3 separate regions of the Sus scrofa genome follow, and regions 2 and 3 are each linked to region 1. A link is a contact called in public Hi-C data. All regions are on one chromosome and are shown on one strand. The core of a region is the stretch at or near the end of the contact, and the rest is flanking DNA. Distances in the headings are between cores, read along the strand shown.

Region 1 (4,203 bases), core at 547-3,046:
TCTTACCTATTCGATGCCCTGCCCGTCTTATATGCAACAATGATAAAAAAAAAAAGGTTGTGATTTGCTTAAATGTGATATTGAGACTTTTTTTTTTTTCTTTCGAGGGCCACACTAGCAGCATATGGAAGTTCCCAGGCTAGGGGTGGAATCAGAGCTGCAGCTGCTGGCCTATGCCACAGCCAAGCCAGATCCCAGTGACGTCTGTGACCTACACCACAGCTCATCTCAATGCCAAATCTTAACCCACCGAGCGAGGCCAGGGATCCATCCAGCGTCCTCATGGATATCAGTTGGGTTCCTTACCGCTGAGCCACAGCAGGAACTCCTAAACAGGACTTCCTTAATTTCTTTACTGAAACTGTAACTTATTTGGACTCTAACTTATATTTCACCAGTTCAAATTATCTCTGTGCCTTAAAACCGTTTGCTCTGAGAAAATGTCTAATATATGACAGCATCCAGCGTGCTTCAGAGTGTTTACAAATGATGCATGCTGTAGACAAGGACAGCCTTCAGGATGAATCTATAGATACACAGGACCTGATTGACAACAGCTGGACTATCAAAACAAGCCTGTGGCTAAGAAGTGGGTGGAAATTTTTGGAGAAATGGAAGCACATTCCTACAAATCTAAAAATTGCTGTTGCTAGTCAGTAAAATGCTAAGTATTCTAGTAAAGTCTGTCAGTGGGTCAGGCTTTCAACCTTATCCTCCCTTTTGCAAAAGCCTAGAGGGGCTGAGAAGGAGAGCTGGGAGCACTCAGCCAAACTCCAGGGTATCACTTCCTTCATCCACATTCCAGCACCTGCCATCAACTCTTCCTTGACTTTCCTGGAACCTGGTTAACTTCCTAGGCCTACCTTATGCTTCTCCTAAGTTAGATACAGTCACGTTCCTTCCCTGAAGCATTTTTAAGCAGAAGGAGTAGATTCAGCAAAGTTCACAAGATTTACTGTATATTCTTAGGTTTCCTTTTAAAAGAAATTCTATTATTCCTAGCCCGAAGCACCCCTAGAGCAACTTGATGACTCCTAGATGACAGCCTGTTATGTAAGGGAGAGGGTTGGAGTTACTGGATTGTGGCCTAGAAGGCAAAACTGGAGTGAAATGAGAAGTTGTATTTAGAAGGCACGATGCCAGATCAATCTAAAGCTCATTCCTGGGGATAGATTATCCTGAAACTAGACATGATTTCAAGTGCCTTACACTTCTGGCATGGTGTACCTTTCCCTTCTGGTATTTAGGCCCAGCAAATCCTGGGTTTGAAGTATAAGACCGGTTTCCTGGTTTCCCCTCCGCATCTAGATGACCTCGTAAATGGGCGGTGTAAGGAAGGTTGCTCGGGTTTCGAAACTGGACAGCCTGGGTTCTAACACTCGCACCTCTCTTAGGAGCTGAGCCTGAGGACAACGAAATCCTTTCACCTTTCTGAACCTTAGCTCCCACCGTTGAAAATGAGGACAATCTACAGGAGAGTATATAAAAGGCCTAGGCTGCTGGAGAAATCCCACAAATGCCCCTTGAATGATGAAGGAACTTCTTCATGGTTAAAAATCTTTCGCCTTCTGGAATTCTTGGTACACCCAGACCCACTCCTTGCGAGTGCTTGTCAGTCCCGCCCCGTCCGACAGAAAGCAGCAGATCCTGGCACCAGGGCGGAAAGCCAGGCCGCAGGAGCGAGTGACCGAGGGTGGCCGCGGCCTAGGATGCTATTGCCAGAGAGGGCTGCAGATGGTACAAGGAGAACCATCCTACACAAACCCGAGCTGCGGAATGGTGGGGGGGGAGGCGCATGCGCACAGGGGGGGCGGGGCCGCCCGGAATCAGCGGCCCCGCCCAGTGCCGGAGAGTAGTGCCCAGAGTCGGAAGGCGCAGGCTTTTGAGGTCAGCTTCCTGACTGCAGGTACGAAGTTTTCCCGCAGCTGGCTCCCGACTTTTCTCTTTTCAGCCGCGGGGAGAGCTTGGGGCTGCAGGTGAGCTGTACGTCTCGCAACTTATACCTTCCTGCCCGTAATTTAATGCAAAGGCGCAGAAATAGATAACAATGCGAAGAACCTTGGGAGGATTTTGCAGGGGGTGGGGTCAGCTCTCCCGGGTATCGCTTCTCTTCTGCCTGGGAATTCTCCGAATTTCTTCCTTCCACGGCCCTGAATCTCCCATTTGTCCTCCCTGGACACTTGTCCTCCCTGGAGTTCCTGGAGCTACGGAGAGGTGGGGAAGGGGGTGGAGATCTTGGACCATCACAGAAATGCTTGGCGAGGTTTTAAAACCTTTCCTGCACCAACCAGACTGCACTCGAAAATGTCTTTCGAGCCCCAAGGAGTTAAAAGGTAGGTAATTATTGATCCTCAGCATGTGAAAATGCTTTTTATATAATGACTTGCGGGAAATCTCTTAGTGGGTTCGTCAAATTTTGCAGGGCTAGGGGCAAGGCAGGGCCGTGTCACCTGGTTTTGTACGTTGTGCAGTAAATTATTTTGCCGCATTGCACCCAGGATGCTTTCTGGCTCTTCCGAGTGCTGGGCAACCGATGACACTGAGAGCACGTGATGCGTTGGGCATATTGTCCCCACCCCTATCCCTCCCAGGCTAACGCAAGCCTCTGGTTTTACTGTGTGGTCCTAAGCAGGTTATACGGTCCTGCTACGGAAAAGGAGCGCCAGGGCGGATTGCTTTTTATGTGAATTTTCGCTGTGAGCACGGAAACTTCTTACAAGGATTGAGAATAGATTATTTTGTCTTTGTAGAGCAACACTCAGTTCATTGAGGAGATAAAGGGCTTTTTTTCCTGGCAGTGGAGCTACACGGAGGGTGGCTCAGTTACAGAATGTCTTCAGGCCAAAGTTATTGCTTTGGTTCCCTAGCTCATTCACTCATTTATTCAGCATTTGCCTTGTGCACGCATTGGGCTTGGCGCTGTGGGAGAGGAAGATGAGTTGAACCTGAGCTTAGTCCTCAAGAAGTTTGACTGGCCCAGGGCAGAGATGAGTTCAACAGAAGTAACTCTACACTAAGTAGAGGGATGGGGCCTCAAAAGAGGATCAGAGGAAGAACTGCGAAGCTCAGAGGAGGGTGAAGAACTGGCCTTTAACACCAGATGATTGGATTAAGGAGAAAATTAGGTCCCTAAATTACTTCTGGGACTAGTAGCCGCTAGTAGTCACCTGTGGTCAGCACAGCTTCTCCTAGGTCTTAGAGAATCCTGGGAAGATTTCAGTGGAACTTCTGAGAACTTCCCACCCCTGGATGTTTCAGCTACTGCTGCGAGTTACATTGGCTGTCACGGTCACTCAGTTAACCTCGTGCGTGCCAGGACTGCGTTTGTCTTTTAATGGTTTACCATGAACTAAGCGTGGATGTCTCTGCCACCAAGGGAGAGCTGTCTCACAGCAAAGCCAGGGCAAAGCACATGTTGAAAGGGGATCTTTGGTTCAGTCAATAAGCAAACGTCCATGTTATCCCTTTCCTGTTCTTTGGTGTGAGGAGGAGGGGGCACAAAGATCTGTACAAATATGAAAGAATTATCAGGCGAAGCTGCTGAAGTCAAGGAATTCGAGGGAAGAAGAGCAGGTGTTCCAGACCAGGTGGACGGTGCAGGCTGGAGCGGTTAAGGAGGTTGGGGGACGGGGGGCGTCTGAGATGGGGCACAGGTGCAAAGGGAGCTGGGATTGGAGGTGAGGGAGGGGGGACCTTCCAGGCACGGAAGTGCACAGTGGAGATGGAGGGGTCACAGCCAGGGCAAAAGTCCTTCTGGGGAAGTAGAAAGGAGTAAACAGCTGAGGGCACAGCAGGTCTTCACCAGGAGAGGAGATGCCGCCTCAAATGGTGCTTGAGAGTGATGAGGACTGGGGTAGCGCTGGGTGGTGGGATGGGTGAAGATCTAGGTGCCCTCTTCTTAGTAGACTGGAGAGATTAATTTCTGTAATTCTGTGGAACACGTATCATTTTTATACACACATGCTCCCCCAAAGTCTTCTTGTTGTGTAAAATGCATCCCTTCCCTCTTGCTATATAGAGTTAAACCTTGCCAATGGACCTGATTGGTTTTGGTTATGCAGCCCTGGTGACGTTCGGAAGCATTTTGGGCTATAAGCGGAGAGGTAAGCCCCAACCAGATTTTTCATCCAAGGGACCTAGTGGGAGGTCGATGTTTGTGTCAGGATCATCTAAGGGTCTATAGGTAGGACAAGAAGCTAATGA
Region 2 (4,203 bases), core at 659-3,158, 180 kb before region 1:
TGCGCAGGGGTGGGAGGGGCACTCTGCAACAGCCAGCAGCACCCACATCAAATGGGCACCTGGGAGGAACACTGGTGACCGGGAAGCAAAAATAGACACCTTATCGCCTAGACTTTGGGTTGAATGGGAAGCGAGAGAGAGACCCCAAGAGACGACAGCAAGGGTACCTTTTTTAAATGTGGGGGGAGGTGGAAGAGCATGGCAGGCCTGGTGCCCCTGGAAGCTCTGGACTTCCTCAATAGGCAGGTGCCTGGGGGCCGTGGGAGGAAGTTCACAGGCCTGCAGCCACCCCACAAGGGAGAAACTGGAAACAACCTGATCCTGACACAGTGAGGGGCGGGTAGGATGGTGTGAGGCTGAGTGGAAACGAGGGAAACTCACAGTCTGTGTCCCTCTCATGTGTAACTGCCGGGGGCCGGCCACACAGTGCACGTGGCGGCCATGAGACTAGGGCAAGGAAGGCACTTCAGACACAAAAAGGCTCCAGATCAGCTCGGAGCTGAAGGAGGCCACGCAGAGTGTGACCACCCTAGAGAGAGCTTGGGTGGGGTGGGGAGGCGGCTGGGGCACCAGGTCATCCTCAGCCTTTGGAGGAGTCACTATTCACACAAGAACTAGGCTAGAAGAGGACAAGTCAGCGGCTACTTCTGTGCAGGGAGAGACGCGATTCAGGTTCCAGGTCATCTGTCAACAACCTGATTCTCCTCCGGTCGGGGAGGAGCAGGGCCGTGAGCTGGGAGGGCAGCAGAGGGAGGCGGCCCACTCAGGGTCCTGACTCGGGAGCCTGCAGCACACCCTCCACTGGAGACAGAGGCTCTGACGATCAGGAACCCAGGTTCTTCAAGGGGGATTATGTCCAACTCTCTGTCCTCCTCAGCCCTCAGGGGAGGCCGAAGCCCAGGAAGGGACCCAAAGGGGTGGGCGGGCAGTGAACCACTGTGAATTTTAAAAGGCACCCAGGGCACAGGCTTTTCTGTTGTGAAGCTGGGCTGGGCGCGCACTTTCTGCCCCCACCTCTAACTCGGCAGCACCGAGGAGGGAGGTCCCACCACAAACCCGGCTGCCCGCGTCCAGGGCCACCCAGCTCGAGGGGAGGAGCATCTGCGGGAGCGGCCAGAGCACAGGTGTCTGTTCCGGCTTCTGCCATGTGGGTGGCTCTGCCTCAGGACAGAAAAGGAAAAGGTCTTCGGCAACAGCGCGGGTCTGGTGGCACAGACGTGGCAGGGCTTGAACTGACGAGAACAGGAGGGAGCAGCTGGCCGCTGGCCGGGCCCGGAGCAGGGACACACGGAACTTGTGAACAGCGGAGCCATCAGAGCCTGGAGGTGAAGTAACGTCCCTCCAAGGAGGGGCACTGGCAGCCGAGGTCACCCAACCCCCCACAGCTTCACTCTCCCACGTGCCTGGCACCCCCGCCCACCAGCCAGCGATGCCCCTAACGGTGACACCAGGAGGCCCGGGCTGCTGAGGTAGATTAGCATCTGCTCTCCTCCCGGGGATGGTGCTGAGAAGCCTCGCAAACCCGCGGGCGTCTGGCAAGGCCTTCACAGAGGGTTTAGGGCAGAAAAAAACAGCCAGACTGGCCCAATCAGGACAAGCCAGCCCATCAAGCTCTGGGGATGAAGTGGAATTATTTTGGCCCCCGGCAACACACTTCAAGCCAACCTGCCAAAGGCTTGGCTCTGCTCTGAAATGAACGTGCCAGGCCTGCCTGGGCGGATGGGGCACCTAGTTACCCTCCCCTCAACTCCCTCCAGAACCACTCTAGGTCTCAGGGGATTCACACAGCAGGGAAGGTTTTCCCAACACTCATCAGGGAACCAACCCTGGCTCTTAGGAAGCACAGGGCGTTGGCCTGGCCCCGGGCTGGTAGTACTGCAGGAAGGCACACTATACCGGGAGCCAGCATGGGTTCGCTGGCAGCAGTCACCTTCCAGTGAATGTGAGAAGGGACACTGCTTGATGGCAGGACCTTGGCTGTGGCCCACCTCCCCAGCCCACAGCGAGGAGGCCAGGTAGGCACTGAAGACAGGGCTCCCCACTGGGGTGGAGAGTGGGGGCAGCCTCTTGCAGGGAACAGGAGCAGGGCCAAGGCCACAGCCCCAAAAGGACTGGGCTGGGTGCGAGGCTGCACCATGTCTCTGGGGCACCCTAGGACCAGAGGTTCGCTTCAGCCATGAGCGGGGAGGGGGGAACCGACTGACTGGCGGACAGATCGCAGATTGGGTCTGCTGGGTTGGTACAAGCTGCCCATTCACCAGGGTTCTGCTTTGTGGCCCAGATGAGGGTCAGGGAGGGAGAGAGAAGCCTGGGGGGAATCTGCTCTTACTCTCCTAAGAGTAACGAGAAGCTCTTCCCACGCCCGTGGCCCTATACCCCAAAGAGCTAGACGAGGGTCTGCTGTGGTGTCGGGAAACAACCCCCAGGCGCTGGCCGATTAAAACTTCTGGGCAAGTGACGAGAAGGGAGCTGCCTTGACGAAAAGACCCAGTTCCCGCCTTCTAGGTACTCATCCCAGCTGTGGTTACTAATGTGATGTCAGGAAGAGGACCAGCGCGGCAGACACTCCTACTGCCCCCGTGCCCATGGGATCCAGCCAGCACAGTTTGCAAGCCTCCTTACCAACAGCCTCCCTCCCTGCAGGCGTCCTCAAGGCACCATGAGGCCTTGTCGTTGTTGGGGGGGGGGGGAAAGAACGCGTGCGGGGAGAGGGCAAAAAGATGCACAGCGACATGGTTGTATCTGCCCATCTGACAAGCAGAGCAATTCTGACTGAGCCTGCTTGCAAACTGTCTAAAACGCTGTTGAGTGTGCTCAGCAAACAGCAGTAGACGACGATGACAATTCCAAAGGACACTCAACACTGAGGCCAGAGGGAACAGGGCCCAGGTGACCCGCCCCAAGGGCCAGCAGGAGCTTAGTGTTCCTGCAGCCCGACGGTGGAGGCAGGTGCAGGGCCGACCCCCGACAGGGCTGGCCGGCCTGGGGTTTAGGAGCAGCATGTGCCCAGCTGGTTCTGTAACTGCTGTTTGGTTTGGTTTTGAATGCTGGTGAATGGTGGGAAGGGCGAGGCAGCAGGACCTGCCCGACAAAGGCCTGGGTCGACGCCTCCATCGCTTCCGCCGTGTTACCTTTCAGGACGAGCCCGCCGCTCCTGTCACTTTGCTCTTGCTGCAAAGTGGGAAGATGTCCTCCTCCAGCTCGTCCCTGACTGAGAGAGAGCAAGTTGGTTTCCAATCCAGGACCGGCCACTGGGATGCTCTTCTGAGCCGTGGGGCCCAAGGCAGCTAACACCATCCTTCTGGACCAAAAGCCAAAGCCTTGGCGCTTACAACCAGCAGGGCCCCCGAGGGGCCTCAGGATGCGCGTGCAGAACTGGAGTCATCCATCTCGCCAGTTCATCAGCACCCAAGAGATGATGATCCGAGGCCAGTCTCTCCTCCTGCCGCCCGTCCACGCAGGGATCACCGAGCGGCTGCTGCCGGCCACGCCGGGGCTCCTTGGCATGAAGGTCAACTCAGCCGGGTCCCAGGGACTGGGTACTGGAAGGCCAGCACACTGCAAGCTTCGCTCCCTCTCATTGTAAAAATCAGACACAGAAAAATTGCACAATAGGATAAAGTTAACAAGTAAAACGAGAAAGAAACAGCCATGGGAGGAAAAAGATCAGGCCAGCAGAAAAGCAACCAGGAGAGTCTAGAAAACCCAGCAGAGGACAGAGGTGAGGACATGAGGTGGCTTAAGGGATGGAAAGAGGAAGATTTTTGGTTTTATTGAGAATGGTTCATGGAGGAAGAAGAGAAAGCCAGGACGTAAGAAAGAGGAAAAGGCCCTGTGTGGAGACAGGTTTCTGCTGTTTGAGACGGAGCATCGAGCAGGAAAGGGGGCGCTGATGGAGGCCTGGGCTCCCCACCTCCTGCTGGGCCCCCATGGGAGGGTTCCTGTTCTCAGCGCTTTGCCCTTAAGGAGACTTGAGTTTCTTAGTCCGTGGGGAGGTTCCGTTCTCTGCTTTCACCACTCCGTTTTCATGGTAACCTGGGATTGAAGGGAGAAGGCCCAGTGTTTGTGTGGGACTGCAGCGGGGGCGGGGTGGCCTGGCAGCCCCGAGGCTGTAGCCACCTGGACACTAGCAGACAGCTCCCAGGGGCTCGTGCTTCCCTCAGGGTGTTGCTCCGTGTGAGGTGGTTGGTCTCTGACTGTCTT
Region 3 (4,203 bases), core at 909-3,408, 150 kb after region 1:
TTAGAAGATAACATGGAGTTGTTGTTAATTGTGTTGGGTGTGATCATGGTTGTAGTTATGTTTTAAAATGCTCATCATTTAGAGATCAAAGCTGGAGTCTCACAGATGAAGTATATGATGTTTGGATTTTACTTTAAAATACTCCCAGCAAAGCAAGTGGAGGAGAGGAAACAGATGAAACAAGATGAGCATAAAGCTGATGGCTGTTGAAGCTGGGTGACAGGTACAAGGAACTCCTGGTAATGTTCTCTCTACCTGTGTGTATCTGAAAGTTTCCATAAATAAGGAGCTACAGGAACAGAATAAAAACAAGACCCAAAACACTGTGGGCCAAAGCATACAAGTATGCAGACAAGACAGGAAGGCTGTCAGTTTGAAGCCACAGAAGCACACAGGAAATTAAGATTTTTTTTTTTTTTTTTTTTTTTGTCTTTTTGCCATTTCTTTGGCCGCTCTGGCGGCATATGGAGGTTCCCAGGGTAGGGGTTGAATTGGAGCCGTAGCCACCGGCCTACGCCAGAGCCACAGCAATGCGGGATCTAAGCTGCATCTGCGACCTACACCACAGCTCATGGCAACACCGGATCCTTAACCCGCTGAGCGGGGCCAGGGATAGAACCCGAAACCTCATGGTTCTCGGTCAGATTCATTAACCACTGAGCCACAACGGGAACTCTTCACTCAGATATTCTATATTCACAAAATTCTGGGTATAATTGGCAAATTGCAGCTTCATTCCTTTTCTCCTCATTAATAAATATTTATTGGTGGTAGATCAGAAGCCTATGATTAAGAAAAAGCTAAAAGTAAAATAGAATTCCATCAACTCCATTCTTAATAGAGAAATCCTTTTATGGAAGGGCTCTTCCGATTCGTTGAACCATGTCTGTAGTATTAGAGGGAGAAGACAGGGCTCCCCATTGACATTTCCCTCGAAAGTCCCAACGTTGTAGGACAAATTTGTGCAGAAACAGCAATTGGTAGGGAAGGTACCTCGACTCCTGCGGCAGCTAAAACCCATCTCACGGATTCCATCCGGCCTCGTCCATTGGGATAGTGGAGCTTGGGCTTCGTAGCCATCATGGCTTTTCAGCTTTTCTGAAAAACAAACCCAGCAGCTCCTCGCAAAAGAACTGCCTCAATTTCGTGTCCTCATCCCAGTCCTCAGACGCTAAATGAATATTCAAGATTTGGGCACAAGAAATTGTTTTTTTGGATTTCTGTGGTTTGGAAGGGAAGGGGTTTTATTTATATCCCCCCCCCCCACCACCACTGCGTTTTCCCTCACTCAACAATAACATACCACCATTTTAAAACCTTAAATAAGCCCACACACTTGGCTTTCATATCATTTCTATTTATGATTTCACACTCTGGATCGTGGGAAGCTGAGGCCAGTTGCTGGAAAGACATCTGTACTAGCAACACGGGACTTCGCAGATTAGGAACATCATATACTTTGACCTTGAAAATCTGAGATTTCACAAATTCGGCCCGGACAGGCCAGACCCCAGGCCGCGGAGAAGAAACATACCCATGGAACAGCTGCAAGAATTCGCGTCCACACGCATTCAGATTTGAGCCTCACAGCAACAGGGAGGTGGATGGACCAAAGATTACTATTGTTTGCACGGCCTGCGTCTGCGGGCAAAGCGGCCCTAGGTCGCGCAAGCCCCGCCTGCTCCCGGCGAGGACACGAGCCCCCAGCCCCCGCTGCGACCAAACCACCGCTGGGCCGCGGAGCCAGGCCCCAGCACTTCGCGTGGCTGCTCAGCCCGCGTGGCCTGGCTCGGGGACCATCCGAGCCTGCCTCCCCTTACAGGGCTGCGAACTCCACAGAGAGTGTTAAAAATCATTCCACATCGAGCCGAGCAAGACCCCCACCCCGGCCCGGGGGCCCCACCGACCCGGATGGTGCGGGGGCGCAAAGGACCTAGGAGAGAAAGACGAGAGAAGGATGGGCGCAGGGTACTTAGGGTATGGAGGGAGAGTCAGAGGCTCAGAGCCAGGAGAAAAACAGTTAAGAGGGGAAAGGGCAGGTGGGGGCAGCAAGAGAAAGACAGACCTGGGTCCACTCCGAGCGCCCGGAACCGAACAAAACGCCCCCGCTAGCTGTCTGCAGCTGGGGAACCCGCGGGCTGCCGGAGATGCTCGAGGTGGGCGAGGCTCCGGAGGATTTCGCCAATAGAGACGGCAGTATTTAGCATGCTCCACCCATTCTGCAAGGCATGCTGGATAATACAAAAGTAACCCCAATTCACGTCATTTAAACCCAAATTTTAGCGATCTGAGGGATTAATTGACCTTTTAAGTGTTAGTTAGATTTAGTTTGAAAGGCATGTTAGCGATTTAGTGCAATAAATAACTCGGCCTATGCAGAAAGACACAAATTTCCTCAGGTTTATATACCGCGCGGCCTTCCTCAGGCCTCGGATGTGAGGGCGATCTGGCTGCGACATCTGTCACCCCATTGATCGCCAGGGTTGATTCGGCTGATCTGGCTGGCTAGGCGGGTGTCCCCTTCCTCCCTCACCGCTCCATGTGCGTCCCTCCCGAAGCTGCGCGCTCGGTCGAAGAGGACGACCATCCCCGATAGAGGAGGACCGTTCTTCGGTCAAGGGTATACGAGTAGCTGCGCTCCCCTGCTAGAACCTCCAAACAAGCTCTCAAGGTCCATTTGTAGGAGAACGTAGGGTAGTCAAGCTTCCAAGACTCCAGACACATCCAAATGAGGCGCTGCATGTGGCAGTCTGCCTTTCTTTTGACATTATTCCTTTCTTTTACTTATTCTTTTGACATTATTCTTTTCTTTTTCTTACACACTGCAAGAGCAGGTATCTTGACTAAATTTTCAAAAGGCATTAAGTACACGTATTAAACGTAGAACTTAATTTCTCTCATTTTGTGTATTGCTTTCTCCTTCCCCTCCTTTATTCCTTGACACGGTGAATAGAGATGTTTCTTCATTTTGCATGCGAGCCAGAAAAGTCACTTTCGAATACAAATAATATATATATTCAATTTCGTCTTCCTCATTCTGATCTAACACAGTTTAACATGGAGAGGGAGCCATATCTAAACCTGCTCAAGGTGATCATTCCTTACTAATTTTTTCCACTCTCATTGAACTAAGTAGAACAAACATTATTATTCACCTTTGCTGATAAGCCATTTATCTCCATTTCCTTATTTCTAGTTGCTTGAGCCATATCATATTGCTATTTTACTATTTTTCCCCTAACGTACAGAATCGCTCACTTCACACGTCCAGACTAATAAATTAGGGATCACATCCTAGCAATCTTGTTTACCTGAAAGAAAACCTAAAGGAGTGTCATAAGACTCTGTCTTTACACAGGCTTGTGGAGATATAAAAAGTCCTGTTATAATAATTCTGCCATTCTATGGCAGGTATCCTAATGTCATCGTGTTCCTTGGAAGCCTTGAAATCATTCTATTCTTGGAGACTCTCAGTTGCTCTCAACCTGGGACAGTCCCACTCAAGACGTCTTTCTATCTACCTGATATATATGTTCAGAGGCCCCGGGCACTTGTCTCGGCCTTTGACCCTTCCCCACCCACTCAGTAGTAAATCGAATCGCCTGGACAAAAATCAAGACCTTTAGATCACAGTTTAAGAGGTGCTTTTATAAGTAAATACTCCGGGAAGATGGAAGCAACAGCCACAGCTAGGATTGAATGTATTGGACCCTATTCGAACAGCAGGTTTTGGTGGCTGAGAGCTTGACTCTGTGGGGCATCTGATCAGATGGTAGTGGGGGAACATATGCCAAAATCTTAGGGCAAAGGGAATAATTATATAGTCGGGGGTGGGGGCAGTGAAGGTGTTCTAACCAGGAAGGGCAAATCTACAGATTCACTAACAAAGATTCATCTGTAAATCATGTTCCTCAAAATTCTTTCAAGGAGTCTAAGAATGTTTGGGAAATCAGTTTCCTGTGGAATCTTGAATAGAATTCATGAAGTTATGAGCTTCTTTTGAAGCATTGTTTTGTACATGCGTTTACTATGAAAGCTAGAAAAATACAAGTGAGATATTAATCATAATGAAATCAAAAAGATTGTTTTCATCTGCTTTTTTAAAAACATTTTTTATATTAATTTTTTTTATTATCTATTTTGCTTAAAGCTAATTTTAAAAGGCCTCTGCATTGCAAGATAACCCTTCCTACTGCTTGTCTA

Evidence for each region. A called contact is a pair of places that touch in the nucleus more often than the background predicts.
Region 2: a Hi-C map of epiblast stem cells shows a contact between it and region 1, with 1.6 times the contacts expected there. The contact joins the promoter of LOC110261743 here to the promoter of TMEM14A in region 1. A contact is called at or near these places in 3 of 47 Hi-C or Micro-C datasets (embryonic fibroblasts and epiblast stem cells) and 2 of 2 datasets of contacts at active chromatin or transcription factors (alveolar macrophages and skeletal muscle).
Region 3: a Hi-C map of embryonic fibroblasts shows a contact between it and region 1, with 2.0 times the contacts expected there. The contact joins the promoter of GSTA4 here to the promoter of TMEM14A in region 1. A contact is called at or near these places in 13 of 47 Hi-C or Micro-C datasets (adipose tissue, alveolar macrophages, embryonic fibroblasts and 7 more) and 2 of 2 datasets of contacts at active chromatin or transcription factors (alveolar macrophages and skeletal muscle).

The regions. Positions count from the first base shown.
Region 1 is chr7:46,507,928-46,512,130 of Sscrofa11.1, forward strand. It overlaps TMEM14A (transmembrane protein 14A), which reads left to right and starts at 1,797. Exons shown (of 5, transcript XM_005666469.3): 1 at 1,797-1,906; 2 at 4,019-4,103. The coding sequence starts at 4,034.
Region 2 is chr7:46,323,932-46,328,134 of Sscrofa11.1, forward strand. LOC110261743 reads right to left here and starts at 1,909. Exons shown (of 2, transcript XM_021100042.1): 1 at 1,826-1,909; 2 at 1-1,728. The coding sequence starts at 1,909. The coding sequence ends at 946. TRAM2 (translocating chain-associated membrane protein 2) reads right to left here. Exons shown (of 11, transcript XM_021098825.1): 11 at 1-4,035. The coding sequence ends at 3,962.
Region 3 is chr7:46,654,333-46,658,535 of Sscrofa11.1, forward strand. GSTA4 (glutathione S-transferase alpha 4) reads right to left here and starts at 2,159. Exons shown (of 7, transcript NM_001243379.1): 1 at 2,066-2,159; 2 at 994-1,098. The coding sequence starts at 1,083.